Linked DNA regions of Mus musculus: region 2 is linked to region 1. Evidence: chromatin contacts called from public Hi-C data. All regions are on one chromosome and are shown on one strand. Each heading gives the region's core, a stretch centred on a gene start, on an enhancer-like site or on the middle of the called end of the contact. The rest is flanking DNA. Distances are from core to core; before and after follow the strand shown. Region 1 holds the start of Dapp1 (dual adaptor for phosphotyrosine and 3-phosphoinositides 1). Region 2 holds the start of Rap1gds1 (RAP1, GTP-GDP dissociation stimulator 1).

Region 1 (3,819 bases), core at 474-2,973:
TTCAGGATAGGATTTGTTTAATTAAAGAGACAGAGTTGAATATTTTCTGGATCTTTCTTCTCCTTTGGGTATCTTAACTTCAGAGGCTGGAGAGTGCAAAAAACACAGGTACAAACCTTGGGAGCTGGCCAGTAAGGTCGGCTCTGAACTGCTTGATTCTGGGCTGGATGCTCCCAGAGAGGCCCTTATTCTGTTTTTTTTATTTGAAGAGAAACGTGGAGAGTTTTTGGAGCTCTGAAGACCTCATAAGGAGTTTCCCTTATTGAAAATCCTAGCTGTCAATACCAAATGGCAGTACAGGTCCTTGGCTTTAAATTTAAACAGAGAATTATTGAGAGCTGCTTTTAGACTTTTTATTAATTATCATTACATGTGTGCATGGTGTGTGTGTGTGTGTGTGTGTGTGTGTGTGTACCCGTCTGACATATCATCTGTGTGGAGGTCTGCCGAGTGGGTCCCAGGACTCAATCTCAGGCTTAGCCAGGCTTAGCCGCAAGCACCTCTACTTGCTGTGCCAGCATAGTGCCGTGAGAAATTTTACAGTAACACAATATAAAATGATACAATCTCTAGTGTAAACAGAAATTTCAACCCATTCTCAGAGGAGGATGGGGCCTCTGGCAGGTAGCTGTCTCAGCTTTGTTATTTCACTGATGTGACCGATAAGATGGGGTTTAAAACCCTTTCGTGTTTATTGCCATCCTATGCAAGGTGACAGTATGTCTTTATGTCATTGGGTGATGAGGAATTCCAGCCACTTAGGTAGACAACAGGTCCAGAGTCCTCTCTCTTGGGAAACACAAGCGTGTAGGTGCAAGGCTTTGTCTCCAAGGAAACCTCCTTTCTTGTCTGAGTAGCCCTTTTTTCTTTACTAAATGTCCGGATGAGCTGTGTCATCAGGGTCCCTTCTGATGAACTCTGATGATGTCACCTAACCTAAACCTGTCTATCTGAAGCCAGGCTGTTGTTATCTTGTGTCTAAAGGCTATGAAAGAGCTCCCATTGCTGTGTGAGAAGGAGGCACCGTAGAAACATGATTGTCGTACAAACTTCCTCATTCTTTTTCTTTTGAAAAAAAAAAAAAATCCCTCTTACTCACAGCCGTGTAGTCTTTCTGTTTATGGAACCAGTGACACAGTTCACTGCCAAGAGGTGCACTCAGAGTTCTTCCACCTCACTTTAATGATAAACTAGCCCAGTATCAAAGAAACAGACGATTGTATGCACACTCCCCAGCTGCTGAAGGATGCCCAAAAGTTGATTTTTTTTTTATCACATTCTCTCAGTGTAACTGTTCTCACTTTTAGAAAAATATCTTACACTTTTACAATGAATCAGCGCCCCCAGAAGGAAGTTCCTACAGGTCAATTAAACTGGCCAGGTAGACGACCATCAGGTGGCAGTGGGAAGAGACTCGAATCCTGGAAACACTGGTCAGAGCGGCGATTTTTCAAGGAACTGGGAAGTTGTACTCATCGAAAAAGCGCTCTTACCCCAAATCCTGGAGCAGGTCTGTGCCTCCATCTGCTCTGCCCCACAGCTCTGAGGGATCCTGGGTACTCATGTTCCCTCCTAGAAGTTCTGCTCTGCCCATAAGTTCCTTTGCTTCTGATGGCTGACTCCCCGCCAGGTGCTGTATGAAGAGAGAGATGGGATCGGCTGCTGCTGGACGCGCTGCTCCTCCTCGCTAAGGCAGGAGCCGGCTGGGGCTGAGTCTCTGGCTAGCAAGGAAGTGAAACTTGGTTGCTCCTCCCACACTGCCTCTGCCACCGTGGGCCTGAGGCATAGGCAGGGGTGTTCTGTCAGTCAGGAAGTGTGCTAACTAACCCCTCTGGCAGCAGAGCACCTCAGTCACCACAACGTATTGTCAAGTTAGATTTTGCCAAAGAAAACAGAAGGACCACCCGCCCAACCAGGATGGGGCGATTAGGTCAAACTCTTTCTAGGAGTCCAAACTGTAGCTTCTCCTTACCAGGGTTTGCCTGTAGTTTGGGGGGGGGGGCGGGGAGGGGGCTATGTGCACGCGCACACCCACCTCACACAGCGGCACAAGGAACACCGAGGAAGCTTCGACGTCAGATACATCTTCTGAAGGGGTTAAAAAAATTATAGGTAAACAACCAGTCCTGCTCTAACCTACTTTGTTTCTGGTACTGGCTCAGGATTTCTTTCCAATATTCCCTTGAGGTTTCTGTAGGGGAACACTTGTTTCTCTTATGGAAGAAGGTTTGGGGGCAGAGGCTGTCGCCAACATGCCCAAAGACCTGGGTTCCATCCCCGCACCCCATAAGATCCTGTAATCCCAGCACTCTAGAGGTAGGGGCAGAAAAGTCAGAAGTTCAAGGCTATCCTCATCTACTTGGTGAATTTGAGTCCAGCCTGGGCTATGTGAGTCCCTGTTTAAAAAACAAACAAGGCAAAGGACTGAGTAAGAAGGCAGAAGAAAGTTAAAGAACAGCATCTGTCGGGGGTGTACCCAGTAGGCTGAGCTACGCTGTCCGGGGGTGTACCCAGTAGGCTGAGCTACGCTGTCCGGGGGTGTACCCAGTAGGCTGAGCTACGCTGTCCGGGGGTGTACCCAGTAGGCTGAGCTACGCTGTCCGGGGTGTACCCAGTAGGCTGAGCTACGTACGCTGTTCGGGGTGTACCCAGTAGGCTGAGCTACGCTGTCCGGGGTGTACCCAGTAGGCTGAACTACCCTGGATGCAGTGGTGTTTAGACTCATAAAGAGGAAATTCCATCTGCCTGGATGTGTATCAGTGGATGGATAAAGAGCTCTCTCTCTGCATGTTCCCCCTCCAATATCCCAAGATGAACTAGGGTTCATCTGAGGGCTGTTCCATTTGGTATCCTAAAGAGACTGATAGAACGAAGACCTTGTTCTACACAGGCTGCCAATGTCTCCTTAGGAACCGTCCTCTCTTCTGTTTCCCAATGGTTCCTGGGACTCTGGCTTTCTCTGGTGAGAAAGTCCTCAGTGCCTAGAGGCAGTCCTGGGGAGAAGCAGCTCTGAGAACACACATATAACGAACCGGCACACACTGGCTGCTATAGTTCTCTCAGACAGAGGAATATAAAGTGTCGGGCAGTGGTGGCGCATGCCTTTAATTCCAGCACTTGGGAGTCAGAGGCAAGTGGATTTCTGAGTTCGAGGCCAGCCTGGTTTACAGAGTGAGTTCCAGGACAGCCAGGGCTATACAGATAAATAAATAAATAAATAAATAAATAAACAAACAAACAAACCAACCAAACTTAAAAAAAAGATAAAGTGCACGTCAACAGAAAGGGGGCAGGGAGGGCTCCAAATCACTGGGCAAGCCATGCAACAGGTCCCCTGCTCCTTCCTGCACATTTCTCCAGTGCTGGACTGTCCTTTTCATCCCATTTTAGCACATTTGGGGGGAGGGGGGGAGTCCCATTTCTCTTAATCTCTTCCCTTTCATTCTTTCTTTTTTCTTTCTTCTTTCTCTCTTCTCTCTCTCTCTCTCTCTCTCTCTCTCTCTTTCTTTCTTTCTTTCTTTCTTTCTAGAACAACCTAAGATGATTGACTGATTTCTTCCCTCCCTTCTTCCTTCCTTCCTTTTTTCTTCCCTTTTCCACCCCCCACCCCCCAGCCTGCCTCTCTTAACTTGCTTCCCATCTACTGCCTTCTCCTTTGAGAGCATCTTCCTGCTGGCTACTCGTAGGCTCCCCACCCTGTCCTCGCCTGCTCTCCACCTCTGCACCCAGCACTGTTCAGCACTCTCCGCCACAATGAAGAGTTGGTGTCTACAACGCTGGATGTGCATGAGAGCACCTAACAGCACACCTTATGTTAGG
Region 2 (3,819 bases), core at 971-3,470, 1.1 Mb after region 1:
CCCACACCCTGCAATAATGTAACCAGTGTTTAGTGAAAGGCCTTACAGCAAGACATTTTCTATACTTCCATGTCTACCAATTCACGCCAACGTTTAGGGCCTACGTTTCAAGTTCAAGAGCAGAAAGTACATGCCAGTGTAAAGAATAATTTGGCCAAATTTTATTGAACACCTACTATGTGAAAACTCTCACAAAAGACACAAAACTTAAGACATAAAATGTCATCTTCTTGAACATAAAGTTAAATGCTCAAAACAACTAGATATGCAAATAACTCCATTAGACATTATGTGGGTGCTATTTAAACAAAACAACAAAACTTCTAACAAGGTACCCCAAGTGCTAACAGGAGGGAACATAAACAAGAGTTTCTGAGAAGCTTCAAAATAAAGTGGGTTTGTATTTGACTCTCCCCCCCCCCTTTTAAATCACCCATCAGCATTCAAGATTTGCAAGATTATTAAGTAACTTAATCTGTTTTAGGTATTTTTATTCCCTAATTTGCAACAACAGACCTTGGATATCCACCCCCACTGGGGGAAAAATACCGATTCAACATTTTGAACGTTTAGTTAAAATGAGCTTTAACTAAATCTCACCTTTAAAAAACTGAGACTTGTTTCTACACCAAACCTGTAAGTGTAATTAAAAACTTTCCAACACGCAGATTTTAATCTGTAATCTGGATTAGTATTCTTTTAAAATTCTATAAAGGGACGAACAAATGGGATACCGATTTTTTTTTTTTTTTTTATAGAAATGTTCCGACTGTCAGTGATACTCACTTGGAAGACAAACAAGTGAAAATAAAATTCAGGGGCATGGGTGTTTTGTTCTGCTTTGTTTCATTAAAACCACCTCCTTCTCCCCCAACGGTCCTCTTCCTACTAAATGACAAAGATCTGACTCAAAGCTAAGAGTATTTGGTCTTCCGGGAAAGGCTACCACATCATTTCTAGGATTCTGATACTTCCTGGAGGGTTCTGTATTGCCATGATCTAACTCTAAGCATTGAGCACTGTGTTGACAGATGAAAGGACCACACTCATAAATAACTTGCCCAGAAGGAGTGGGCAAAGTCCGTGTGGAGGGACGCCGAAGAAGCCAGTTTTTAAAAGGGGAAATTACGATAGACGCAAATTATGGAATAGAAGCAAACTGGGGAACGTGTACTGGACAGATGATCTAAGTTGTTACTATCAAAGGAAACTTTTCGCCCTTAATTACAGAAGAGATTTGTATCCGGTGCTTTTGTAATTATGCACAGGTAGGCAATATCTGAGGAGAATCTCACGTTCAAACATAAACAGTTTTATAAAACATTTGCATTGAAGTATCCATTCTTTTAGGATTAACTATAAGTACAATGGAACTAGAATCAGATTATACAGATTTAGGCAGGGGCAGCTGGGGCAGAACAGGCAGCATGTAAATTCCTTAACAATGTGTTACAGGGCACAGTTTCCAGCTACAGGAGAAATCCAGAAAACCGCTTGAGGACCGGAACTGTGCACGCCGTAGTCTCCCAACACTAATTCAACAGCTAGCGGCTCCCGCCAGCCTCGCGCTGCCCACGGCGGCGGCGGGCGAGTCGCCACCTCCACCTTGGAGACTGTCCGCTCGGCACTCGGCTGGCCATCGCCCTCCCAAACTACTTGCCGGCTCTCCCCGCACCGGCGCCGGCCGTCGGCAGGCCGGGGAGGGAGCGATCGCGCCCACGGGAAGGAAGTTCCGCCAAGTGGTCGGGCTCGCCGTGGGACCGAGCCTGCAGCACCGCGGCCTCCCAGCCCCGGGGACGCCCCGCGCGGCCCGGTGCCGGCAGGAAGCGTGGAGGAGGGGAGGCGAGCGCGGAGCCCGCCGCCGACCCCACCCCGTGCGCGACCCCGCCGGCCCGGCCGCCCTCGTGCGCCCGCCTTCCCCCTGGGAGGGCCGCCGCCCCGCACCTCGCGGACCCGGGGACCCCGGCAAGTTTGCAGGAGAGATGCACTGCCACCCTGCAGCACGCCGAGGGGGAGAAAAGAAAATGTCAGGCGATGACGGCCGGCAGGACTCACCCATGTTCCTCCCACAGAGTGAGGACCGGCAGGGCGAGGCGAAGGGTTCGGGTGCGGGCGGCGCGGCTCAGCGGCGGCGGCGTCCTCCCTCTACCTCCGCGTCTCCCGCAGCCAGGGAGGGACCCGCGGGGGGCGGCCGCCGGGGAGGAGCAGCGGCTGCGGCTGCGGGCGGCGCGGCCGCGGCGGGGACGAGCGGCGGGGGGCGGGGCGGGGCGGGGCGGGGCGGCCGGGCGCAGCCTGCGGCGGGCGCGGCTGCGAGCGAGCGAGCGAGCGAACGTGCGGGCGGGCGGGCGGGCGGGCTGGCGCGGAGGCGCCGAGCCGTCCTGAGGAGCGCCCTCCCGACGCGCGGCCGAGCGCCCCGCCCTCTCCGCCGAGCGCCCCGCCCTCTCCGCCGAGCATGCTCAGTGCGGCCAGTGCTGCCTCCTGCCCACGGCCGGCGAGGCTTAGCCCGCCGGGGGCTGTGCGTCTACAGACCGGAGCGGTACAGCTCGGTGGCTGTTGCTCGAGGGGCGGAAGCAGGGCTCAGATCTCCGGGCTGCTGGGACGGAGCCTCCCGGGAGGAAGTCTCAGCCCGGAGCGTGCCTGGCAGCGCACGCCCCAGGCGAGCATGTGCGGGGTGGCGGAGCAGGAGGACGTAGATGTCCGCGGGCGCGTCCCCAGGGCGCATCAGGCTGTCCTGCGGGGCTGGCGGGAAAGCCGGTCCAGCGGAGAGCGGTCGCAAGGTCACCCTCGGCGAGCCAGTGCCTAAAGCCCTTTAACCCGTCGGGCGGGACCCTACAGGCTGTGTCCGCCGCACTCCGGCTGTGCCAGGGAGGAAAGACGTGCTGAGATCAGAAACACTGAAAGTCCACCTACGGGCGGGGGTAACTCGGTGGATGACGAGCCGCCCGGGGACTGTGACCGAAATGCTCCCACATGCTCTCGCGGGGCTCGGGGTCCCAGACTGGGCTCTGCACCAAGAAGAGGCAGTAGGATTTCTCTGTGTAGCCCTGGCAGTCCTGGAACTCACTTTGTAGACCAGCTGGCCTGGAACTCAGAAATCCGCCTGTGAAAAACCAAAAAAATAAATAATAATAATAACGTAAAATAAAAGAAGGAGGGGGAGAAGGAAGAAGAAGAGACAGTAGGAGACCTGCACGTGTCCTGACCCCTGCCTGCCTGGACTTTATCCCAGGCCTGTGGCGATCTGTAGGAAGAGGAGCTGCAACTCTTGCTGCCAGAAGGGGCTGTTTCTTCATCTGTGACTCTCACAGACCAGTCGCTAATATTACAGGCACAGATCACAAGAGCATCTCGATATGTTAGGTACTGGGATTTTATGTGATTTTTTCTGAAATAAAAATGCAACATAATTAAAGACAGGTGTGATCTATTTACAGCAGCTCAGGCATAGACTGATACAGATGTTAAACACCCGTTCTTGGAAGAAAACTACTCTTCCTGTTTGCCTATAATTCATCTTGCAGAAGGCTGTTAGGATTGTTGTAATAATCTCTATACACAGGGTTCAAACAAAATTACTGAGCATCTGGGGCCCAGAAGACAAACCAGGGCAGGACCACACATCTTCTGAGGGTACCTCTTCCTTGCCTTGTAGCAATATGACTCTAGCTTTCACATATTTTCCCTACGTGCTTATGTGTCCAGTTTTCCCTTATTTATAAGGACACTGGTCATGAAGATCGGGAAGGCCACTCCCAATCTTGACTCTGGTGTCTGCAATGACCTGATTTCTGAACAAGGTCACATTCCGATGTCTTAGGG

Evidence for each region. A called contact is a pair of places that touch in the nucleus more often than the background predicts.
Region 2: a Hi-C map of B cells shows a contact between it and region 1, with 7 read pairs. The contact joins the promoter of Rap1gds1 here to the promoter of Dapp1 in region 1. A contact is called at or near these places in 3 of 39 promoter capture datasets (liver and pre-B cells), 1 of 484 Hi-C or Micro-C datasets (B cells) and 1 of 115 datasets of contacts at active chromatin or transcription factors (pro-B cells).

Annotation. Positions count from the first base shown.
Region 1 is chr3:137,979,826-137,983,644 of GRCm38.p6, forward strand. Dapp1 (dual adaptor for phosphotyrosine and 3-phosphoinositides 1) reads right to left here and starts at 1,724. Exons shown (of 9, transcript NM_011932.3): 1 at 1,494-1,724. The coding sequence starts at 1,594. All of the region lies in intron 2 of Gm19708 (a long non-coding RNA gene), which reads left to right.
Region 2 is chr3:139,072,981-139,076,799 of GRCm38.p6, forward strand. Rap1gds1 (RAP1, GTP-GDP dissociation stimulator 1) reads right to left here and starts at 2,221. Exons shown (of 15, transcript NM_001040690.2): 1 at 2,056-2,221. The coding sequence starts at 2,059.